Linked DNA regions of Gasterosteus aculeatus: all the other regions are linked to region 1. A link is a contact called in public Hi-C data. All regions are on one chromosome and are shown on one strand. The core of a region is the stretch at or near the end of the contact, and the rest is flanking DNA. Distances in the headings are between cores, read along the strand shown. Region 1 holds the start of znf503 (zinc finger protein 503). Region 2 overlaps lrmda (leucine rich melanocyte differentiation associated). Region 3 overlaps kcnma1a (potassium large conductance calcium-activated channel, subfamily M, alpha member 1a).

Region 1 (2,746 bases), core at 99-2,598:
TGGATTCATTAAGAAAACCAAAACGCACATTCAGACTCCCCCTCTCTCCCTCTCTTTCTCTCTCTCTCTCTCTTTCTCTGGGTTGGTCAGGTGAACAGAAAAGGAAAGAATGGTGAAACTGTTCGATAACGAGTAATCCGGGTAAAAGGGGCGAAGGCGCGGCAGCTGGATGGAGACCGTGCGAGTTTATCGCGGATCCGTGGCTGTGTCCTGCACCATGAGCGTCGCGCCTTGAGTGCGTCTGTCTCTCGCAGGTCCTCGCTCCCTACTCCCTCAAGTGCGAACTAGTAGAAAATGTTCACTTTTCAAAAGCAGCTGAATTAGTCCGAGATTAAAGCCGTTGCCGCCTTCCAATCAAATGGGACCCCGAGGTGATTGGAGGGTCAAGGGGATGTGACGTTCTCCTCTTTGTAAGCGCCTGTGTTTCGACAGCTCGGGGGAGGAGATGAGGTTTTATATACTGTGGTTCGCGTGAACGCTCGCGCGGATTCTTTCTTTGTTTAGACGCGGGGCGACCGGGACACAGAAAAGTGAGTAAGTAACAGAATAGATGGTCAACCCATCTGGACAACGAAGGCCACGTTTACAGAGGTGTTTTTGCTGCGTCTAGTTCGTGTCTGTATCATCAATAACACATTCGTTTTCATAAATACAAAATCTACGCTTAGAGAACCGACTTGTTACTGCTTCATTGGCAGTCATTGTTAAAGCTAACTCGGGTTTAGGCTTACAGGTGAAATACACATCATCATCACCAGAATACTACGTTATAATAATAATAATAATACGTTAACAAGTATGTTATTTGTGATTCTCTGACGGTCTGTAGCCCGAGAGACGCGCTACGTTTGCGCCACCGCGTCCGGACCGGGGACTTCATCCTGGACCTGCAAACATAAAACCAACCGCTTCAGCTTGAATTCCCTAAACAGACAAGCGTTGACAGGAATAGACCAATGTAGTGATGGAGGGATGTGACTGTCACATGTTTTCAGTATAATATACACCGCCCTTCTATTTCTATCTCCACCCCTCCGTCAAGTGTCAATTCTGCTCCACCGCAATCAATCAGTTATTTGTCAGACGCTGTCAATCCACCGCTTGATTTATGTCAGCTATTGTGGCTGATTACATGCCACTGTGACTGCGGGGGGGAAGAACAAATGGGTAGAGACAATTCGGCAAGAAGACACCAAGTTTCCAGGGGAAATAAATCGATCCTCGAGTTAACATTTCATTTTTAGACGCATCGCCAATCGCCGACCTCCCCCCCCCCAAAGTCCAAAAGCAGAGGATTAAACTAGGTTTCCATTCTTCTCTGCCCCCCCACAAAAGTCTATAACTTTTTAGTTCATCATCAAACAACCCCGGAGGTGGCACACATGGTGACATGTTAACTCTCAGTGCAGCTCACTGTGTGCAGCTGGCAGGGCTTTAAGGTGTTAAAATGCCTTTTTTTTTGCTGTAATCGGCGTTAACAGAAAACGGGGAAACACAGTTAAACCGAAAAGCGTCCGAAACAAATGAAAAAAAAAGAAACCCGTCAAAAAAGAACAGATCACGTTATTAAATAAAATATAGTTGGAATGAATAAATTAATATCCATTATTTATGCTATATCAACTTTAGCCCTTTCAGACAGGTTTGCACAAACAATCTGCGAGAAGAAAACATTGATTTGAAAATTGATAATGTGTAAAACATCACGGAACAGAACCCTGTCCATTTTGGCTAAACACATCTGCTATTGTGTTTTTAGAACCTGTCATCTGCCTCGGGCACACTGTCATCTGCAACAAGAACAACAAAGACAGGGAACAAAAAAGAAGAAGAAGAAGAAGAAAATCCAGACATTTTATATTGATGTCAGCTCGATTTTATTTACATACAATGAAAATGATTTATTTTTCTCAAAGAGAAGCGGACAGGGGAGAAAGAAAAGGGGAGAAATGGTCTGTCAGGCCGCTGAGAAAAGAAGTTTAAAATGCCTTGAACTATTCACCGCTGAGATGCCTAATCAGTACTGAGGCTCCGGGGCAATCGGGCAGCTTTTCAATGCGGGTTTCCTTTCATCTCAATCGGGATGGAGGCGCTCAATTAAAAGCCTATCAGTTTGTAAGTAAATCAACGCCTATCAAAGTTGTCACATCAAACAAAACGATTATTACTGCAACCCGCCTTTGCCATTAATCTCTTTCTGTGATAATCTGCTTGACAGGTCAACTTGGAGAGCATGAAAACCTGGAGTGGACAGTCGAAGGGGCTAAATTATATTTCCTGGTGGAAAACAGACCAAACAAAACAAAAACAGCCGTGATGGTTAAAATTTATTTGAGTTCATAATCTGCCATGAATACAATGTAGAATGAAAGTTGTGGTAAATAAATCAAATACAGCAAATTATGTTTTTCCATAAGATAAAAATAACAATCTTTGGCAAAAAATGTAGAAATTAAACTGGCAAAAAATATTTTAGGTAAAAGTTGAAAAAAGCTTGGTTTCAGTTTACAGGCCTGCCTATAGTCTGCATGGGTGAGCACTACGTTGCAAACTATGGACTGATCAATAAAAACAAGGAATAAATGATTAAATAAGTCAATGTTGAGATACTGCGTCATATAAATGAACCGCATTTATTTTAATGTGAGTTTAGAAGAGGGGGAACAACGTGTAAAGGAGTTGAGCTCTATTCCCTCAAATGTTTCCATTGTTTTTGTCCTACATGAGGGGGAGGGACGTTTCACAA
Region 2 (2,700 bases), core at 67-2,566, 150 kb after region 1:
ATCTCCTTGAGTCCCTAGCCTCCCCTCAATGTCAGCCCCTCTTCCCTCCCCTCCCTCCCTCCCCCCCTCTCTCTCTCACTCCTCTTGGTTTCTCTCTCTTCTTCTCCCCTTCTCCCTCTCCAGGCAGGACAGGGCCCTCTTTGCACCCTGATAGGTTGCGGGCTGATGCTTAGCAACAACATTCCTGTGCCCTAAGTAGCATTAAGCCTCTGGCTGAACTCTTTGATGTGGCTGTCAGGCCACATTTATTTCCTTTTAGCACTTTGTCTACTTGTCCAGATGTATAAGGAGATAAAAAAAAAAAAAACTAAAAAAAAAAAAAAAGGGCTGGTGTTTACACTGGTCTCCCTCTGTAGCGCGGCTGTAATTAGATTGTATTGCTGGTCGGTCCTAAAGAGGGAGGTGAGGTGAGGCGAGTCGGGAACCACCTGTGTCGGGATGAGCTGGTCGCGGCGCGACCTCGGAGCTGGGGGGGGGAAGGGAAAGCGGCGCGTTACACGCTACACTGCGGCAGCCAAGGATGCCATAAGTAATTCTAGGGAGAATGTGTTTCAGCCGGTTGTGTACCATCGTGGTGTTCTGTAACATCACGGCAGATCAAGATTTGGAATCGAACAGCACAGCCGGCACAAACTTTGTAAACTCAGTCGCAGTTGCATCTGAAAAACACCTCATTGTGCGTCAACCTTCCCCGACTCACTTTTTGGTGTCTCGTGTCATCAGGAACCCCGCCGAGGAGGTGGTTAGGAGCTCTGTGTGGCCCCTCTTTGTGTTTTGCTTTTCTTGGATATTCCCCTCCCTCCCTCCCCCGTCTCCCTCTTCCTCTCTCGTGGTGATTTGTTGGAAGTAATAATCACTATTGCCTCTGGGTTTATCGCCATTTATTCGCATAACAACACAGAAAGGGAGACGACAGACAGCATCGGTGTGATGTATTATCCAGCACGGGAATCATCTTTCATAATGACATCCAACAGAGATTCCTGTCCCCGCCGCCGCCGCCCTTTTCTCTTTAACACACACGTACACACACTTCCTACATTTCTCTCTCCTTATTTCCGCTCCCCCCCGTCCAGCCTTTATTATCTCAGAATCCATGGTGCTCCCCGGCCTGCAAATTTGTGGCGCATTATGATAAGCTGTGGCGATAACTCACATTGCACAGAGACAATAATGATGTGAACACTCAGCATATGCCCCGGGCCCGGCAAATTAAAACAATGCTCAGCTTGATGAGCAGACTAATCTGGACAGCAGAGAGGCAGCGAGAGACAAGGAGAGAGGGAAAAAAAGGGCTCCGGGAGCATCTTAAATACACGACACAGCAGCACCTCCCTCTGTTCAGTGTAGGTAGAACTTAAGGAAACCAGAGGGGGAGAAAGATAGAGAACGACAGGGTAACAGGAAAGGGGGGATAAGGAGACTAAGAGCGTAGATGCAGCTCTGGTTTAGAGCTCAGAACTACATGTGAATCATAATTATGTTAATTTTGTATTTTTACACAGTAAAAACAGTGTAATACTTTTCATTTATTATAAAAAAAAATGTGAACAACATCACATTGGTTTGCAAAGACTAGTTTTATAGTCCATCTATGAAGTCCCTTTGGATGTTAACTGTATAATGTATTGATACTTTCTCCGACATCAATTCATCGATTCCCTTTAAAGCGAGTACAAGAAAAAAAAATCCTCCTCCACTGTTGCACGTGCTTTGTCATCACAACCATTGGTGCTTCTCTTCCTCTGGACAGGCTGTTGACAAAAATGAAAGACTGCAGATGTGGAGGCGGAGGGAGGACGTCTGAGAGGAGAAAAGGGAGGATCGGGACATGAGGAAACTGGCTGATAATTGTTATCACTGTTGGTCTGGATAGGACAGGAAGTGACAGCCACAGATGTTGAATGGACTGGCTGTTCGATCAGCAGGCGAAATACCGGCGAGGTGAAATGGGGGTGTCATGGACAGCACGGGCACCGGCTGGGTGGTCATATCCAAAACAAGCGACTGAAGCCCCATAGGACCAAAAGCAACCGTAGGCTTTGTTCGGCATCCAGCTAACCCCAGCAGAACTCCTTGCCCCCCCCCCCTCTAACATAGTCGGTGGGTGGTGCTGTTAATAACGTGGCAACTAGAAAGATTAATTATGAGCAAACAGGAGGATTAGAAGGGGCGTTTGGGGGGCCAAGCAGGACAGAAGAGGCCCGGGCTTGTGATCTTTCAAGCAGGCCAGGAAATGAGGCGGGCAGAGGAGCACGGAGGTGCATCGAATAGAGGGGGCTACAAAAGTCTTAACGGCTGATCGGTTCCGTTAGCTCATATTTATCGTAGACAGCTGTGCATTTTGCAACTTCAGGGGAAAAAAAGAGGTTTATTTGTAGTGGTATTTCAATATAATTTTTGTTGGTGCTGCCTTAAAAAAACACATGCATTTTTTTCAGAAATGGTGTGCGGGTTTTTTACTGAGCGTATGTTCTTGTTTAATTCTTGCCTTACGCACTCCATATGAGAACAGTGTACAGCAGGGAGTGACCTGCGATATTTCTAAAGGGGTTTCAGCCTCTCCGGAGGCAGCAGGTCGGCCGTCAAAACAATATTTCTATCTCCAGCTGTTTCTTTCAAAAGCACAGCCTGCCTGCCTCGTGTAAGGTCTCAGAATAAGCTCATTTTGCCATTCTTCTCTTTGGTGTAATGTGACAC
Region 3 (2,793 bases), core at 285-2,784, 210 kb after region 1:
GGTGACCATGCTTACCTACGCAATGAATTGCCATGTGATGGGACCGCCGTTGGCCGTGGGGCACGGGCAAAAGCAATGACAATGAGATCAATTAAGGTTATGGAGATGGAGCTTGTGAGTGGGTAATGGGTTTTTTTTGTGTTTTTTTTAAACAAAACAATCGGAACCTCACCCCATCATTCCAGTTCCAACTAAAGCGCACAAAATTGCATTTGCGGTCTAACTCCATGCCAAAAGAACACTTAGCTGTCAACACACATCACTGAGGACAGGGCGCCAACGCGGCATAAATGATCGCACTGTGTGGATCAAAAAGGAGCTAATAAATAAACATCATCCTCCAGAAGGAGGTCAGGACTAGTCATAAAAGTTTCAATTAAAAATGTATTATTTATGTAAGATTAATAGTCCATTTTTTATTTGTGATGCTTTGGTTTTGAGCCGTCGCAGGACACTGATTCATAGCCACACTTTTTCTTCAGATTTCTTTTGATCAGATTCAAGTTCAGCTTCCTGTCAACTATACTTGGATGGGTTGAGGAATGCGGGTGTAGGGGGGGGGGGTAACAATTTTAAAAACTTCGCTTGAGTCCCAGTCAGACAGAGAGGACGAGAAAGAGCAGCCAGATTGAGGCCAGGCCCGGCCGTCTGAAGATTTCAGGCAAGCTAACAGTGGTCTGATCTTCACTTTCTGTCTGTGAGTTTCAAGAGCCTTCAGACAGGCACCCAGATACTCTTATCCACTCTGCACTCTCCCCGACGCAAATGCCAAGTGCCCCGTCACTTCAAACCCGTGTTACTCCTTTGGTGAGAAATCAATAACACAGCATGATATTAGTGCAAATCAATGTGCCCGCTGAAAAGCCGGGACTATTCTAAGCATGCGGAAATTCATTATTGTCTGAGCTCCCGTCCGATGCTGTCACTTAATTCTGCTAATAAAAGATAAGAAATATGACCTTGCCTTCTAATAAAATGTCACTGTCTGACATTTCCCTTACGCAATTGGGCTTTTAGAATAGCTAATTTCACAACGACTACACAATTTTCTCTTTAATGCGCTTTTAAAATACCAAATCAAATATATGCATTCCTCGCCATAATCCTGGTTTGAACTTAATTTGTTAACAGTAAAAGTTCATAAAAATGAAACGTTTTCGAGCTACGCTTTTACATTTAAGAAACATTTTCTATTCGAGTTTGATTTCCTCAGAGCTCGCCACTAAAACTACATTTATATTACGGATACACATAAGTAGCTCTTTTATGACAATTCTAAACTCAACTGTTTTTCTAGCACTCCTCACTTTGCAATACCCCCCAATTTGTGCAAAGCAGTAGCTCCAGCCGAGTGAACCGCCATGCAGCAAACAAAGCCAGGAAAAAAAGCAGCGGCACAGGCAAGGGTTACTGACTGATGCATCCCGCTGAGGGAATGGGGTGGGGGGGGGCAACCTACAGTGCCTACTGTGACTGAGCAGCGTGGCATTACTGGGGTGGTAGCGGTATTTCACCGGCAGGCTGCGGGCCCGGTTCAGCCGACCCTCTGCCTTGGATCTGGTGACCACGTCTCCTGGACCTGAGATACTGAGGCGCAGTTGTGAGGGGTGAGACCCAGACGCCGGCCCCGTGGGGGGAAGACTTCCTTTACGGTTATTAACAAGGGGGATGTTGAGCTTGCCCGGGTTGAACAGGGGGTCCTGGTCGGGGGGCAAGTTGTCGGGAAGGAGGAATGCATTTGTGGTGGTGGAGGAGGAGGAGTTGCAGCCGGTGGTTTTAACTGATCGGTTTTGAAAAGACGGTCTAACTTCAGCCATTACTGTCAAACAATGGAGAATAAAAGCGTGAGAAGTGTATTAATACTGGTGAATTAGTTGGTGATTAAATTCTAGAAAATTGTGTTATTTAATTTGTGACTATTGGTTTAGAATTATATTATTGTTTTATCAGATTTCAGGAAAAATTTAAAACGAAATCCATTTTTTTACTGGAGGATGTTAATTGGTTAATTGGTAAATAGGAAAGAGACTCATCAAGTTCAAATAAATATGAAAAAGAGTAATAATTAATTCAAATAATGTATGAAAACAAACATTTGTTTCTGTGAAAAATCTTCAGTGAAATTTCTGTGAAAAGTTCAGTTCTGAAAAAAAAAACTTTTGCGATGAAAAATGGAATCATTGTTAAAACCTCATCCTTTCTTATCTACTTGGCACATGCTCTGACTAAAATGTTCACAGTGACATTCACTTTGCATTTGAGACGAACATGAATTAGTAAGAAGTCTCTGTTTTACTACTATGTTATACTTTCTGGTAGAACTAAATAGAGACACAGCTAAAGCCAGTCAAATTCAATCCGATATTGTGTCTTTTTCAAGCATGTTGAGCACTTTCAACAAACATAAGACCAGAACTAATAATTTAGAAAATTCATAATTCAAAAACGTATCATAGAACATTTACGAAGGACTCATTTTGTATTGTGTATTAAAAATGTAGCCCTATATTCTTAAGCATGGTGATTTTACCTTTAACAGTATGTCCATGTGACAACCTGCTATATTTAATACGAGAACAAATCACGCTCAACCAAACACGCACAAAATCTGAGTGGGGCTGCAGAGTCAACTCGTATGTTTGCATGTCTTGAAGCGCTTGTAAAGTTGAATGAAGAGGAGCCCTTGTTCGTCTCCCTTTTGGTGGAAGAGTGGTGGGTCGGTTGTTTGGAGGCGAGAGCATGCTTGGGTGGCCCCCGGGCGATAAACAGACGTTTATCCCAGCCGTCAGCTGC

What was found. Hi-C and Micro-C count contacts between places; a contact is called where the count stands out from the background.
Region 2: a contact with region 1 is called in a Hi-C map of whole body, with 3 times the contacts expected there. The contact joins the enhancer-like site here to the promoter of znf503 in region 1. A contact is called at or near these places in 2 of 6 Hi-C or Micro-C datasets (skeletal muscle and whole body).
Region 3: a contact with region 1 is called in a Hi-C map of skeletal muscle, with 4 times the contacts expected there. The contact joins the enhancer-like site here to the promoter of znf503 in region 1. A contact is called at or near these places in 3 of 6 Hi-C or Micro-C datasets (skeletal muscle and whole body).

Annotation. Positions count from the first base shown.
Region 1 is chr6:13,144,048-13,146,793 of fGasAcu3.hap1.1, reverse strand. znf503 (zinc finger protein 503) reads right to left here and starts at 1,348. Exons shown (of 2, transcript XM_040179201.2): 1 at 1-1,348. It overlaps LOC120820934 (a long non-coding RNA gene), which reads left to right and starts at 439. Exons shown (of 3, transcript XR_013467922.1): 1 at 439-530; 2 at 1,760-2,115; 3 at 2,219-2,597.
Region 2 is chr6:12,991,142-12,993,841 of fGasAcu3.hap1.1, reverse strand. The region is part of intron 5 of lrmda (leucine rich melanocyte differentiation associated); the gene reads left to right. Among protein-coding and RNA genes, the nearest start is that of kcnma1a, 140 kb to the right of the region's middle. Within about 2 kb of position 1,316, at least 6 of the 9 cell types and tissues checked have open chromatin away from gene starts, as enhancers often do.
Region 3 is chr6:12,932,647-12,935,439 of fGasAcu3.hap1.1, reverse strand. The region is part of intron 18 of kcnma1a (potassium large conductance calcium-activated channel, subfamily M, alpha member 1a); the gene reads right to left. Among protein-coding and RNA genes, the nearest start is that of kcnma1a, 84 kb to the right of the region's middle. Within about 2 kb of position 1,534, at least 1 of the 9 cell types and tissues checked has open chromatin away from gene starts, as enhancers often do.